Linked DNA regions of Oryctolagus cuniculus: regions 2 and 3 are each linked to region 1. Evidence: chromatin contacts called from public Hi-C data. All regions are on one chromosome and are shown on one strand. The core of a region is the stretch at or near the end of the contact, and the rest is flanking DNA. Distances in the headings are between cores, read along the strand shown. Region 1 overlaps RBFOX2 (RNA binding fox-1 homolog 2). Region 2 holds the start of APOL3 (apolipoprotein L3). Region 3 has its middle 27 kb from the start of RBFOX2.

Evidence for each region. A called contact is a pair of places that touch in the nucleus more often than the background predicts.
Region 2: a Hi-C map of an unstated tissue shows a contact between it and region 1, with 4 times the contacts expected there. The contact joins the promoter of APOL3 here to the enhancer-like site in region 1. A contact is called at or near these places in 2 of 6 Hi-C or Micro-C datasets (ear pinna and an unstated tissue).
Region 3: a Hi-C map of liver shows a contact between it and region 1, with 10 times the contacts expected there. The contact joins two enhancer-like sites. A contact is called at or near these places in 6 of 6 Hi-C or Micro-C datasets (ear pinna, embryonic fibroblasts, liver and 3 more).

The regions. Positions count from the first base shown.
Region 1 is chr11:113,382,287-113,386,501 of mOryCun1.1, reverse strand. All of the region lies in intron 2 of RBFOX2 (RNA binding fox-1 homolog 2), which reads left to right. Among named protein-coding and RNA genes, the nearest start is that of RBFOX2, 110 kb to the left of the region's middle. Within about 2 kb of position 2,476, at least 1 of the 8 cell types and tissues checked has an H3K27ac peak or open chromatin away from gene starts, as enhancers often do.
Region 2 is chr11:113,558,336-113,562,550 of mOryCun1.1, reverse strand. APOL3 (apolipoprotein L3) reads left to right here and starts at 1,807. Exons shown (of 3, transcript XM_008257088.4): 1 at 1,807-2,073. The coding sequence starts at 1,920.
Region 3 is chr11:113,521,701-113,525,915 of mOryCun1.1, reverse strand. No RefSeq gene overlaps it. Among named protein-coding and RNA genes, the nearest start is that of RBFOX2, 27 kb to the right of the region's middle. Within about 2 kb of position 2,200, at least 2 of the 8 cell types and tissues checked have an H3K27ac peak or open chromatin away from gene starts, as enhancers often do.

The sequences.
Region 1 (4,215 bases), core at 1,227-3,726:
GTGGTTCTTCTTCCCCAGTTTTTTGCCCATGTCTAATTTTTTTAAAGCTTTATTTATTTGAGAGGTAGAGTTATAGACAAGGAGAGAGAGAGGTCTTCCATCTGCTAGTTCACTCCCCAAATGGTTGCAACATCTGGAGCTGAGCCAATATGAAGCTAGGAACCAGGAGTCACTTCCAGGTCTCCCATGCAGGACTTGGGCTGTCTCCCACTGACTTCCCAGGCTATAGCAGAGAGCTGGAGAAGAAAAGGAGCAGCCGGGACACAAACCGGCGCCCATATGGGATTCTGGTGCTGCAGGTGGACAGCCACTAACTACAGCACTGGCCTCACCCATATCTAATTTGATAGAGCATAAATTTTAGTGTCTTGACTCATTAGTATTCAGTGAATTAAAATTAGAGTTGTTTTCAAGGAAATTTAAAAAAATGTATTTATTTTGATTTTACTGGAAAGGCACAGAGACAGAGACACAGATCTTCTATCTACTGGTTCATTCCCCAAATGCTTGCAACAGCCAAGGACCAGCCAAGCCTAAACCATGAGCAGGGAGTTCAATCCAGGTCTCCCATGTGGGTGACAGGGACACAAATACTTGAACCATCACCTGCTGCTTCCTAGAGTATACATTAGCAGGGGGCTGGATCAGAAGTGAAGGAACAGGGACTCGAACCAGGCATTCCAGTTTGGAATGGAGGGGTCCCAAATGGCATCTTAACTGCTGTGCCAAACACCTGCCCCCATCTAACTTTTATTTCATTGATTTCTCTAACATTTAATAACTTGCAGTCTTTTTTAAAAAAAGATCTATTTATTTGAGAGAGTTAGAGAGAGAGAGAGAGAGAGAGAGAGACACAGAGGTCTTCCATCTACTAGTTCACTCCCCAAATAGCTGCAGTTTCAGGCTGAGCCAGACTAAAGTCTAGAGCCTGGAATTCATCCAGGTCTCCCACGTGGGTGCAGGGGCCAGAGCACTTGGGCCGTCTTTCACTGCTTTCCCAGTCCCATTACAGGGAGCTGGGTCTGAAGTGGAGCAGCCATATGGGATGCCAGTGCCGCAGGAGGAGGCTTAACCCACTACGCTACAGTGCTGTCCCCGATCAGTTCAATTCTTAAGGGATGTTGCACTGCCTCTTGAATGTAAAGGATCAGACATTGCCATTCACATTGGAGTTGAGAGGAGCATGCACTCTGGCTAGCGTTCAGGTGTTGAGTCAACAATGGAACTGAATATTAGTAAATTGTGGCTGGCGCTGTGGCTCAATAAGCTAATCCTCTGCCTGCGGTGCCGGCACACCAGGTTCTAGTCCCGGTCAGGGCGCTGGTCCTGTCCTGGTTGCTTCTCTTCCAGTCCAGCTCTCTGCTCTGACCCGGGAGTGCAGTGGAGGATGGCCCAAGTGCTTGGGCCCTGCACCCGCATGGGAGACCAGGAGAAGCACCTGGCTCCTGGCTTTGGATCAGCGTGGTGCGCCAGCCGCAGCGGCCATTGGAGGGTGAACCAACGGTAAAGGAAGACCTTTCTGTCTGTCTCTCTCTCTCTCACTGTCTACTCTGCCTGTCAATAAATAAATAAATAAATAAATAGGTAGTAAATTGCAAAACTGGTGTCAAGTGTCTACTTGGTACCGTTTACAAAGTACTTCCATGCATATTTGCTTTTGATCTCTACCATGCGGCATGGCCTTTGTTACTCCTCTTTCATAGATCAGAGAACCAAGGCACAGAAATTTTTAAATGAATCTCTCTATTTCACATCGGTAGTAAGTGGTAGAATTGGAGTTGAACTTGGGGTTTTCAGCCTCAGTGTCTTGTATTTCCCTTTGTAGTTTTCTGTTAGTGCCCGTTCTCTGATGCTGGTGTGACGGGATCAGATGTATGGAATCTTTAACAAATATAGCAACATGGAAAGTCTTCGTATGACCTGAAAGTTGTTAGGATAACTTCTTTGTATCAAGTTTTTGTCCTATCTTGATTGTTAAAACAGTTTTTGGTCAAGTTTATCTTTCTGTATTTCAAATATAAAGAAAAAAGTGATGTCATGTTTTCAGACTCTATCTGATTGGTCTTACCAGATAACACTTACCTTGTGTTCTAAGAGCTGAGATATTTTCCATTCTGTTCCATTCAGAAAATTGTTGATTGTGGCTGATGATTGACTAAAATTAATTTCTTGAATTCACTAGTGGATTGAACCTGTAGTTTTAAAAGATGTTATTCTAATAATTACTCTCCTTAAGGAAATCTCACACAGTTGAGTCACTTTCCTACGCTCCATCTCCCCGTCCCATCCCAATCCTAAAAGCTGTCCTGGCTGGCGCCTGGTTCAGAAGTAAAATGTCATCCTTACAGTATTTTACAATCTATAGAGATTTTCTCTCTGCTCCTGTTTAAACTAAACATGCTTCTGCTCTGCTGATAAATTATGTGAAGTGTGCAGTCGCTTTCTTGTCTTCCTACCAGGTCTGCACTTCCAGCGTTTGCGCAAATGGTTGCTTTTCTCTTGCCTGGCTGGTTCAGGTCCTCCTGTGGTGGTGTCCTAACCCCCTCTAGTGGAGGAAGGGCTGGGGAGTGCTGCAGCAGCTGGTGTCGCAGGGCCTCTCTCTAACTTGACTCTTGCATTTGAGATCATTGCATTCTACCAGTAGGTTCTAAGCTGTTCTTCCCTACAAAGATCCTTTTTTTTCTTCTGCTGCTTGCTGCCATGTACCTCCATAGCATGCTTATTTTGTTATTTTTTCAATTATCAATTTTTGGCATTGTCTTTTGGCTTCCAACTGTTGAAGATGAGAAATGAACAGTTTTACAGACACACTCCAAGTAAAGTCATTTATTTGTTAAGCTTACATTCATTATTGATTTATTATTGCATACAGTTACATTATTTTAACTGTGTGAATATTTTTATAGCCAAATGATAAAATACTATTACATTATATTTATTTTTTAAAAATTTATTTATTTGAAGGCAGAGTTACAGAGAGGCAGGGCAGAGAGAGAGAGAGAAAGAGACGTCTTTTATCCACTGGTTCGCTCCCCAGATGGCTGCAACAGCTGGCACTGCACCGATCTGAAGCCAGGAGCCAGGAGCTTCTTCTGGGTCTCCCACGCGCGTGCAGGGCCCAAGGACTTGGGCCATCTTCTACTGCTTTCCCAGGCTATTGCAGAAAGCTGGATCGGAAGTAGAGCAGCTGGGACTCGAACCAGTGCCCATATGGGATGCCAGGACTGCAGGTGGCAGCTTTACCTGCTATACTAGAGCGTCGGCCCCTACATTATATTTCTTATATACTTGTTTTCCCTGAGATGACTAAATCATATACATGTATTAAAAGTAAATAATATCTATAAGAATATATATAAATATGAGTATTTGTATTTGGCAATGCTTTTTAAAAAGCTCTGTTGATATATAGTTTTCATACCATAAAATTCACCCAGGGGCCAGCACTGTGTTATATCAGGTAAAGCTGCCACCTGCAGTGCCGGTATCCCATATGGGTGCTGGTTCGAGTCCCTGCTGCTCCACTTCCAATCCAGCTCTCTGCTATGGCCTGGGAAATCAGTAGAGGATGGCCCAAGTGCTTGGGCCCCTGTACCTGTACGGGAGAGCTGGAAGAAGCTCCTGGCTCTTTGTTTCTGATCAGCACAGCTCTGGCCATTGCAGCCACCTGAGGAGTGAACCAGTGGATGGAAGACCCCCCCCCCCCCGCCCCGCCTCTCTGTAACTGCACCTTTCAAATAAATAAATTTTAAAATTCACTCAATATAAGTGTACTTATTCAATAGTTTTTAGTAAATTTACAGTCATACTGTCATCTACAGTCCAATTTTTTTTTGCCCTGCTGCCCTACCCCCTACAATCTAATTTTTAAAAAGTCTATTGATTTGAAAGACAGAGCTATGTGTGTGTATGTGTGTGTGTATGTGTGTGTGTGTGTGTATTTGAGAGGCAGAGCTATATGTGTGTGTGTGTGTGTATTTGAGAGGCAGAGCTATGTGTGTGTGTGTGTATGTGTGTGTGTATTTGAGAGGCAGAGCTATGTGTGTGTGTATATTTGAGAGGCAGAGCTATGTGTGTGTGTGTGTATGTGTGTGTGTATTTGAGAGGCAGAGCTATGTGTGTGTGTGTATGTGTGTGTGTATATTTGAGAGGCAGAGTTATGTGTGTGTGTGTATGTGTGTGTGTATATTTGAGAGGCAGAGTTATGTGTGTGTG
Region 2 (4,215 bases), core at 558-3,057, 180 kb before region 1:
AAGGCAGCCAAAGATGGCCCTGCGTGGGAGACCTGGAAGATGATCCTGGCTCCTGGCTTCGGATCAGCGCAGCTCCGGCCGTTGCAGCCAACTGGGGAGTGAACCAGCGGATGGAAGACCTCTCTCTCTCTCTCTCTCTGTGCCTCTCCTCTCTCTGTGTGTAATTCTGACTTTCAAATAAATAAATAAAATCTTTACAAATTATTTTTATTTGGGATAGAAGTTAATCACAGACCGCCTCTCTCTCATCTTGCACAGCTGGAACTCTGCCCCCATCCAGTGCCGCCCCCGCCCCCGCTCCCCGCAGCCCGCAGCACCCACCCTGCTCCCTGGCACCTCGTGGAAGTGGAATGTTTCCCGTGGCAGGATGCCTTCCGGGGTCTTCCATGTGTAGCAGGTGCAGCGCCCCTTCCTCTACAAGGCTGAGGACTTTCCTATCGCACGGGTCGCCCAGGTTTCATTTCCGCCCGTGAGTGGGCGGGCATCAGGGCGGCGCTGTGCCTAGGCTGTCACTCACCACCGTGGACGTGGTATACGTCCTGCTCGTGCCATTGTCTTCAGCTCCTGGGGATGCCCGGTGGGGGTTGCAGCTTGGTGGTGCCTCTTGGCACGGGGTCCTGGGCTGCCTGCTGCTGTCGCTGTCACGTGAGGCTGCTGCCTCCACGTGAGGCCACGTCTGGATTCCGGGCTAAGTCTTCTTTGCAACATGCTCAGAGTCTCACGGCCTTTCCGCCGGAACACAGGCACCGCCATCGGAGACCCGATCGCCTCTGTTTTTCTTTAAAGATACTTTATTTATTGTGGGGCTGGGCCAGGCTGAAGCCAGGAGCCAGGATCCTCTCCCAGGTCTCCCACATGGGTGCAGGGGCCCAAGGACTTGCGACATCTTCCACTGCTTTCCCAGGCCATTAGCAGAGAGCCAGATTGGAAGAGGAGCAGCTGGGACTTGAATAGGCCCCACATGGGATACCGGCAGCGCAAGTGGCAGCTTACCCGGCTACGCCACAGCACTGGCCCCTCAGTTACCTACTTTAAATAGAAATTTAAATCCAGAGGCTGCCGTTAGCTCTGCAGACGTGTCAGATTCTCTTGGACATTGTATTAACACAGAACACACACGGGGCTGGCGCTGTGACAAAGCGGTTAAGCCAACACTGTAACACCAGCATCCTCTATCAGAGCGCCAGTTCAAGTCCCGGCTGCTCCACTTCCGATCCAACTCCCTGCTAATGGCCTGGGAAAGCAGCAGAAGGTGGCCCAAGTGCTTGGGCCCCTGCACCCATGTGGGAGACCTGGAGGAAGCTCCTGGCTCCTGGCTTCGGACAGGACCAGCCTTGGCTGTTGCTGCCATTTGGGGGAATGAACCAGCGGAGAGAAGATTCTCTCTCTCTCTCTCTCTCTCTGTCATTGTGCTTTTCAAATAAACAAAATAACACTGAAAACAGGTGCGCACATGTTGCTCTTATCTCCAACACCAAGATGAAGGTTATGGGTCTGACGCTGGCATCTTCGGACTGGGCTCTCAGCCGCCCTAAGTCGGCACTTGCTGCTCAGAGCCTGCTTTCCCAGCTGAGGACAGACAGTCAGACTGTGCACGGGCTGCTGCTGGCGGCCGGCCCCTAAGTGGCCAGGCCGTCGGCTGCCCCTTCAACTCCGCAGGCCACTCGGGGCTGTGAGCACTGGGCGCATTCCTAGTCCCCAGCCTGTCTGAGCCCGGCTGCCCCTGGCTGCTGGCCCTCCCAGCTTCCACTAGGTGGCGCTGGTGACAGCGCCAGTTTGCCCTGGGTAGCACTCTTGGTGCCCAGTAGTCCCCGACCCCAGGATGCAAGGCCTGGGTGGGCAGGCCAGGGTGGCCTCTCTCAGGGAGCAGCAGGGCTGGGCTGAGGCTGGTTGGCACACGGTGTGTTTGCTGTGTTGGTATGAGCAGGAGCTGCTTGGAAGCTTCGGTTTCCCTTTCGGTTTCCCTTTCCGGTAAACAGGTACATCGGGACAGCAGGCATATCTGTCGTTACACAGACGCGGCTGGTACCAGAACCACACTGCGGGGACAAGTGGACCAGGGCCGACTGCCTGGTAAGCCGGGGACACTGCGACTCCCCCTCCTCTCCATCCCCACACGGCTCTGAAAGCGGATTCTTGCCGTGGATTCTTGCTCCCCGCTTCCCCCGAGCCCCTAAACAGTGTGGAGAGAGGGAGAAGGGAGAGAAACTGCTGGGGGCGGAGGGGAAAGTTTCATGACTCTCCTGGCTGAACTTGGACTCCAGACCGCTTGAGACATGGCTGGGTGACCCCAGAAGGAAGGGGGACATTGGGGGTGCCTGTCCTGTTGGGAAGTTTGAGGCAGGCATGGGGGGGAGGACGGCAGGTGACCATAGACTGCCTGCCCTGGAGGGCCTGGCAGGGACAACACAGGACTTCTCCCGAGAGACAAGGAGCCCAGGTTGTTTCATCCACTCTGGCTCTGAGCACCCACACTGGGCCAGGCCCCGCAGGGAAGCTGAGCCCTGGGAGGGGCGTGACTGGCCCGGGGTCCCACAACGGGGGGCTGAGCAGGTGCATAGCAGGACTGTGCTTCCTGGTGCTCAGCTGGGGTTCCCTGCAGGCCTGCGGGGTGGTGGAGGAAAACCGGGGTGTCCTGTGTGTCCCCAGAGGAGGAGACGCCGGGGGTGGGCAGCGAGGGGGGTGGGACGCTGCCTGGTGTCCGTCACGTGATCATGGCTTTGTCATTGGAAGTGCAGAGGCCACCCCGCGGCCGTGATGCCCGTGGGGGCCTGTGCGTGGCCCTCTGGGTGTGCAGGAGCAGAGACAAGCCAGAAGGTGGAACTGATAAAAACTGCACTCTCGGGCACCAGGCAGAGTCAGAGGCCGGGGCTGAGCCCCCTCGGCCTGCCACGCGCGGGGCTCCCCTGGCCTCCCTGAGTCTCGGCCTCTCGCCAGCGGCGGAGGCCCAGGCCTGCTGCGGGCTGCGGTGGCGCAGCAGGAACAAGGCGGGTGCAGCTGTTAGAACCGCGGTGCCTGCGGGGCTCGTGGGAAAGAGGAGTAGATGCGAAGCTGGCGGCGCCCTGGCCTCTCAGATCCACAGGGTGCCCTGGGGGGCAGGGTGGGCCCCACCTGCCCAGATCTCAGAATGACGGAGTGTTGGGGTACCACTGGTGTAGGATACCGTTTCCAGTGTGGGCAACCACAGTCATGTAAGCCGTTCTCTCTCTCTCTCTCTCTCTTTCTCTCTCTCTCTCTGCTACCTGCCCATCCAACCCGGCTCCAGCCTTAGGCCGCTGAGGGTGGTTCACTCCACGCTGCTGTTCTCCCTTCTCCTCCTTCTTCAGGGCAGTGTAGTACTCCTGGGCATGACCCGTCTCTGACTGGTCGGCTCCTCCCTGGCTGGACAGCCCAGGAGTTCGCTCCTCGGAGCTTCCGGGAACACTGCAGCCCGCAGCCTGGCCCACCTCCCCTGCGCACTGTGTAGTTGCTGGGCGCTGGCCGGGGCAGGTCCTGGAGCTGACGGGTCTTGTGGATCGTCCTCCAGGAACCTGGAACCCGGCCGCTCCCCCATGGGGGACTCTGCAGCCGCACCTGCCACCAGGCAGGCGCTGTTGTTATGAACAGGTTCAAAACACATCTCTTGGCGTTAACTTGCACGTCCTCTCGGTCTCAAGGAGCTTGGGTATCTTCTCACACGGCGAGTGGTCATTTGGGCTTCAGTTCAGATCTCTCGTCTTTTTAAAGATTTATTTATTTATTTGACAGGCAGAATTATAGAGGGAGAGAGAGAGGAGTTTTTTTTTTTTTTTTTTTTTTTTTTTTTTAAGATTTATTTATTTGAAAGGCAGTGTTATAGAGAGACAGAGAGAGAGAGAGGTCTTCTATCCGCAGTTCATTCCCCAAATGGCCACAATAGCCAAGGCTGGGCCTGTCTGAAGCCAGGAGCCAGGAGCCTCTTCAGGTCTCTCAAGTGGGTGTAGGAATCCAAGCCCTTCCATGGCTTTCCCAGGCCATCAGCAGGGAGCTGGATCAGCAGTGGAGCAGCTGGGACTCGAACCGGCGCCCATATGGGATGCCATGCCGCAGGCGGAGGCTTAGCCTGCTGTGCCACAGCGCCAGCCCCATTCATTCAGATCTCTTAGCCATTTCTTTCTTTCTTTCTTTCTTTCTTTTTTTTTTTTTTTTTTTTTTTTTTTTTTGACAGGCAGAGTGGACAGTGAGAGAGAGACAGAG
Region 3 (4,215 bases), core at 951-3,450, 140 kb before region 1:
GAGACGTACACTGTCCACTCCGCCAAGGGCCACAGCTCTGACTTGTGGGCTCAGAGAGATCCTATGTCCTTGCTCCCCTCTTCCGACCCTCTCTCTCTCTCTCAGCCTCGTTCTTTCTCTGGTTTTTGAGACGCCACACCTATGCCCATATTCTGAACAGAAGAGCAAACAGCTGCCTCCTTTTGGCAGTTGCTTTGGGTGTGTGTAAGAATGAAACCACATTCTCTGACCATTTGTTTGAAATTGTATTTATTCATTTGAAAGTCAGAGCACTAGAGAGAGGGGGGGGGGGAGATCTTCCATTTGCTGATTCACCCCCCACATGGCTGAAATAGCCAAGGCTGTGCCAGGCCAAAGCCAGGAGCCAGAACCACCACACTGTTCTCCCACTTACTTGATTCCTCATCTGCTGCCTTCCCAGGTGTATGAGTAGGAAGCTGGATTGTGAGCAGAGCAGCCGGGACTCGAACCAGCACTCAGATAGGGGACGCTGGCATTGAACCGGCACTCAGATAGGGGACGCTGGCATTGAACCAGCACTCAGATAGGGGACGCTGGCATTGAACCAGCACTCGGATAGGGGACGCTGGCATTGAACCGGCACTCAGATAGGGGACGCTGGCATTGAACCAGCACTCAGATAGGGGACACTGGCACTGCAAGTGGTAGCTCAACCTGCTGCACCACAATGCTGGCCCCTCTCTGTTTTGTTTGTTTTATATATACCATGAAACAAAGAATTTTCTAGAACTTGTATCTGCTTATATCTCTGTTCTGGACAAGTGGTGGTTCTGACAGGAATAGCTCAGTTATTAAGGTACAGCTTTGGGGGGCCCGACAGCCCGTCCTTGAACCCTGAGCCTCACCCGCCACCCTTGGACCACGGAGGCGACCCCTTCATCTGCGCGGGGCTCGGTTCCTCTCTGTGAAAGGGCTCGTGCCCACGCCGCTGTCACAGGAGCTCCAGCTGAGTCTCCCACGTGGCTGGCAGGGACCCAAGCAGTTGAGCCACCACCCACTGCCTCCCAGGGTGTGCGTGAGCAGGGAGCTGGGAGTGGAGGCAGAGCCGGGACTTGAACCCAGGCCCTCGGATCTGGGATGCGGATGCCTGAAGCAGCATCTTAGCAGGTGGCTCACTCACCCCCCTCTCCCTCTTCTTACAAAGCCAGGATCCAGCGTGCGGCTCCACCCTGAAGACCCCATCTATTTTCCATCACCTCCCCAAAGCCCCGTCTCTGAACACAATGTTGAGTTAAGTGTCCACCTCTCTTCTGACCTCACAGTGGGGGCTCCACTGCAACACAGGAACCCCCCGGGGACACTCACGCCACACCCAGGCCAGACCTCCTCCCCAGGGCTGCACGAGCCTTTCCCGGAGAGAGGTGTGTCAACTCCACCACTCCCCGTAGGCAGCTGCCTGGTCTTTGGTCAGCGTACCAGTCAGGGTTCAAGTACAGCAACTGGAGATGCATAACCAGCAAGAGGTGGACAGACGGACGGAGAGATACAGCAAACAGTCCCCAGGGCCCGAGCTGGGCTGCCCTCCCCTCGGGCCCCTGCCTCGGTGGCCTGGGTGTGACCCCTGCTCCGCCATCACCCGCAGTGGGATGAGTTGCTTCACCTTCCTTGGCCACAGTTTCCCGACTGTGAAGTGGGGATGCTAATAGCAGCCAAGTCACGTGACTGTCCTGAGGCTCCGCAGGAGACCAGTGGCTGCCACAGAAGACAGTTAAGTTATTCCGTCTCCTGCTTCTCCCGCCCTGCGCTGGCTGCACAAACTCCAGGGTCTTCGGGCTTCACTGAGGTCGCTGCTCTGAGGACCCCTAGCTTACCAGGCTGCACGTCCCAAGCACATCGCCAGGCAGGTGGACGCCCACGCCCGCGCTCCGTGGAGGAAGTGGGCTAACCGCCACCTGCGACGGGAAAGCGGTGCCCTTTGGGGGCCCGGGAGCCTCGCTGTGGGACAGCGGGTAGCACAGAGGCAAGGCGGCAACTTCCTCCTCTCCCTTCGAAAGGTAGGCTTTTGCAGGCGCCCCGGGGCTACACGGAGAGGCAGGCACGCCACGCCCCTTAGCAGAAGGAAGGGCCCGCCCCTCCCCCAGCAGGGAACGCGCCTGCAGGGGGCGCTACCGAGCTTCGGTTCCAGGCCCCTCGCCGGCCACGTGTCCTCGCGCTGGGCGTTCTTGGAAAACCCTAGGAAAACGCTGGACTTCCTGTCGAGAGCTGGGTGGGGACCTGGAGCGTTGGCACCCGGGAGTCTGGCCATGGCTCGCCCGCATTTGCTCTGCCAGCGCGGGGCACACGCGTCGCTGTCCCTGCCCGGTCTCCCGCCCACGTGCCGGGCTGGACGGACAGCAGTGCTTGTGTGGCCCGTGCCCAGTGCCACGGCTCGAGGCCGCGCTGCCCCGCTCCCTGGGCATCCGCGGGCCTGGCCTCTCTGCTGACGAGCGTGTCTGACGCTGGCCTCGCAGGCTGGGGCGGCGGGGGGGTTGGATCAGGAGAAAGGGCGCAAGAATTCTTCTCCTCCCCCAGCGCTGGACCGGGCAGGTGCCCTCGGGCTGGAGCCCCTGCGGGAGGTCAGAGGCAGCCCCCAGCCCTGCCCCTCCAGGCGTTCTCAGTGAATTCAGAAACCTGGGGAGGGGGCGCTGTGAATGGGAGAAGCAGGCTGGGGTCAGAAAAGGAGCTGGAGTTTTGCAAACAAGCGGCGGCTCCCATCCGGTCCTTGCTCTCACCTCTGGGAGCCTGCATCAGTCCTTACGTTCTGTGAGACGCCTTTTCTCCATCTATGAAATGGGTGTTGTATTTCCTCCCTCTCGGGATTAAAGACGACATCTGGGAAGCTCCCCGCACAGAACCTGTGTGGGGCAAACAGCCAGTAAATATTTAATGAGTAAATAAATTTGCCGATTAGCCAACCGGTGAATCTCGTACAAAGGTAGAATCTGAGCTCACAGACCCACAGAACTGGAAGCCCCTTAGAGCCTGTGGCCCAACCCATTAGATATTTAGGGTCCTCTCGGATTAAGAATGTGGCCTAGGCCAGCGCCGCGGCTCACTAGGCTAATCCTCTGCCTGTGGTGCCGGCACACCAGGTTCTAGTCCCGGTCGGGGCGCCGGATTCTGTCCCGGTTGCCCCTCTTCCAGGCCAGCTCTCTGCTGTGGCCAGGGAGTGCAGTGGAGGATGGCCCAAGTGCTTGGGTCCTGCACCCCATGGGAGACCAGGGTAAGTACCTGGCTCCTGCCATCGGATCAGCGCGGTGCGCTGGCCACGGCGGCCATTGGAGGGTGAACCAACTGCAAAGGAAGACCTTTCTCTCTGTCTCTCTCTCTCACTGTCCACTCTGCCTGTCAAAAAAAAGAATGTGGCCTATACAGGGCCAAGCTGCTTGTTTCAACTCTTGCTCTGCCACCAAGTATGCTCTTGGGCAAATTACTGAGTGCTCTTTGCCTCAGTTTTCCTCATCTGCAAAATGGGAATAATGATATCTGCGTTAGGTTGCTGGAAGGGGCCATGAGAGTATGCTGGAAATACATTAAGGGTGAGTGTTAGCCTTGCGGTTAACACACTGGTTTAGACATCAGCATCCCGTATCAGGGTACCTGGTTGGATACCCAGCTCCACTCTGCCTCCAGTTTCCTGCTAGTGCGCATCCTGGGAGGTAGCAGGTGAGGTTCCTGCCACCCATACGGGAAACCTGATGGAGTTCTCAGCTCCTGGCGTTAGCCTGGCCGATTTCCGGTTGTTTAAGGGCATTTGGGGAATGAACCAGTGGATGGGCGCTCTCTAACTCTTTCTGCCTCTCAAATGGATAAATTAAAAAAAAAAAAAAAAAAAAAGATCTCTGGGGCCGGCATTTGGCCTAGTGGTTCAGTGCTGCTATGGGCCACTAACATGCCATATTGGAATGTCTGGGCTCCAGCCGGGATGTGTGGGTTCCAGCCCCTGCCGGGATGTCTGGGTTCTAGCCTGTGCTGGGATGTCCGGGCTCCAGCCCGTGCCGGGATGTCTGGGTTCTAGCCTGTGCTGGGATGTGTGGATTCCAGCCCATATTGGGATGTCTGGGCTCCAGTCCCTGCCGGGATGTCTGGGCTCCAGTCCTGGCTCTATTTCTGGCTCCAGCTTCCTGCTCACGCACACCCTGGGAGGCAGCAGGTGATGGCTCAAGCAGTTGGATTCTCACCACCCCCATGAGAGACCCAATCGGGTTCCTGGCT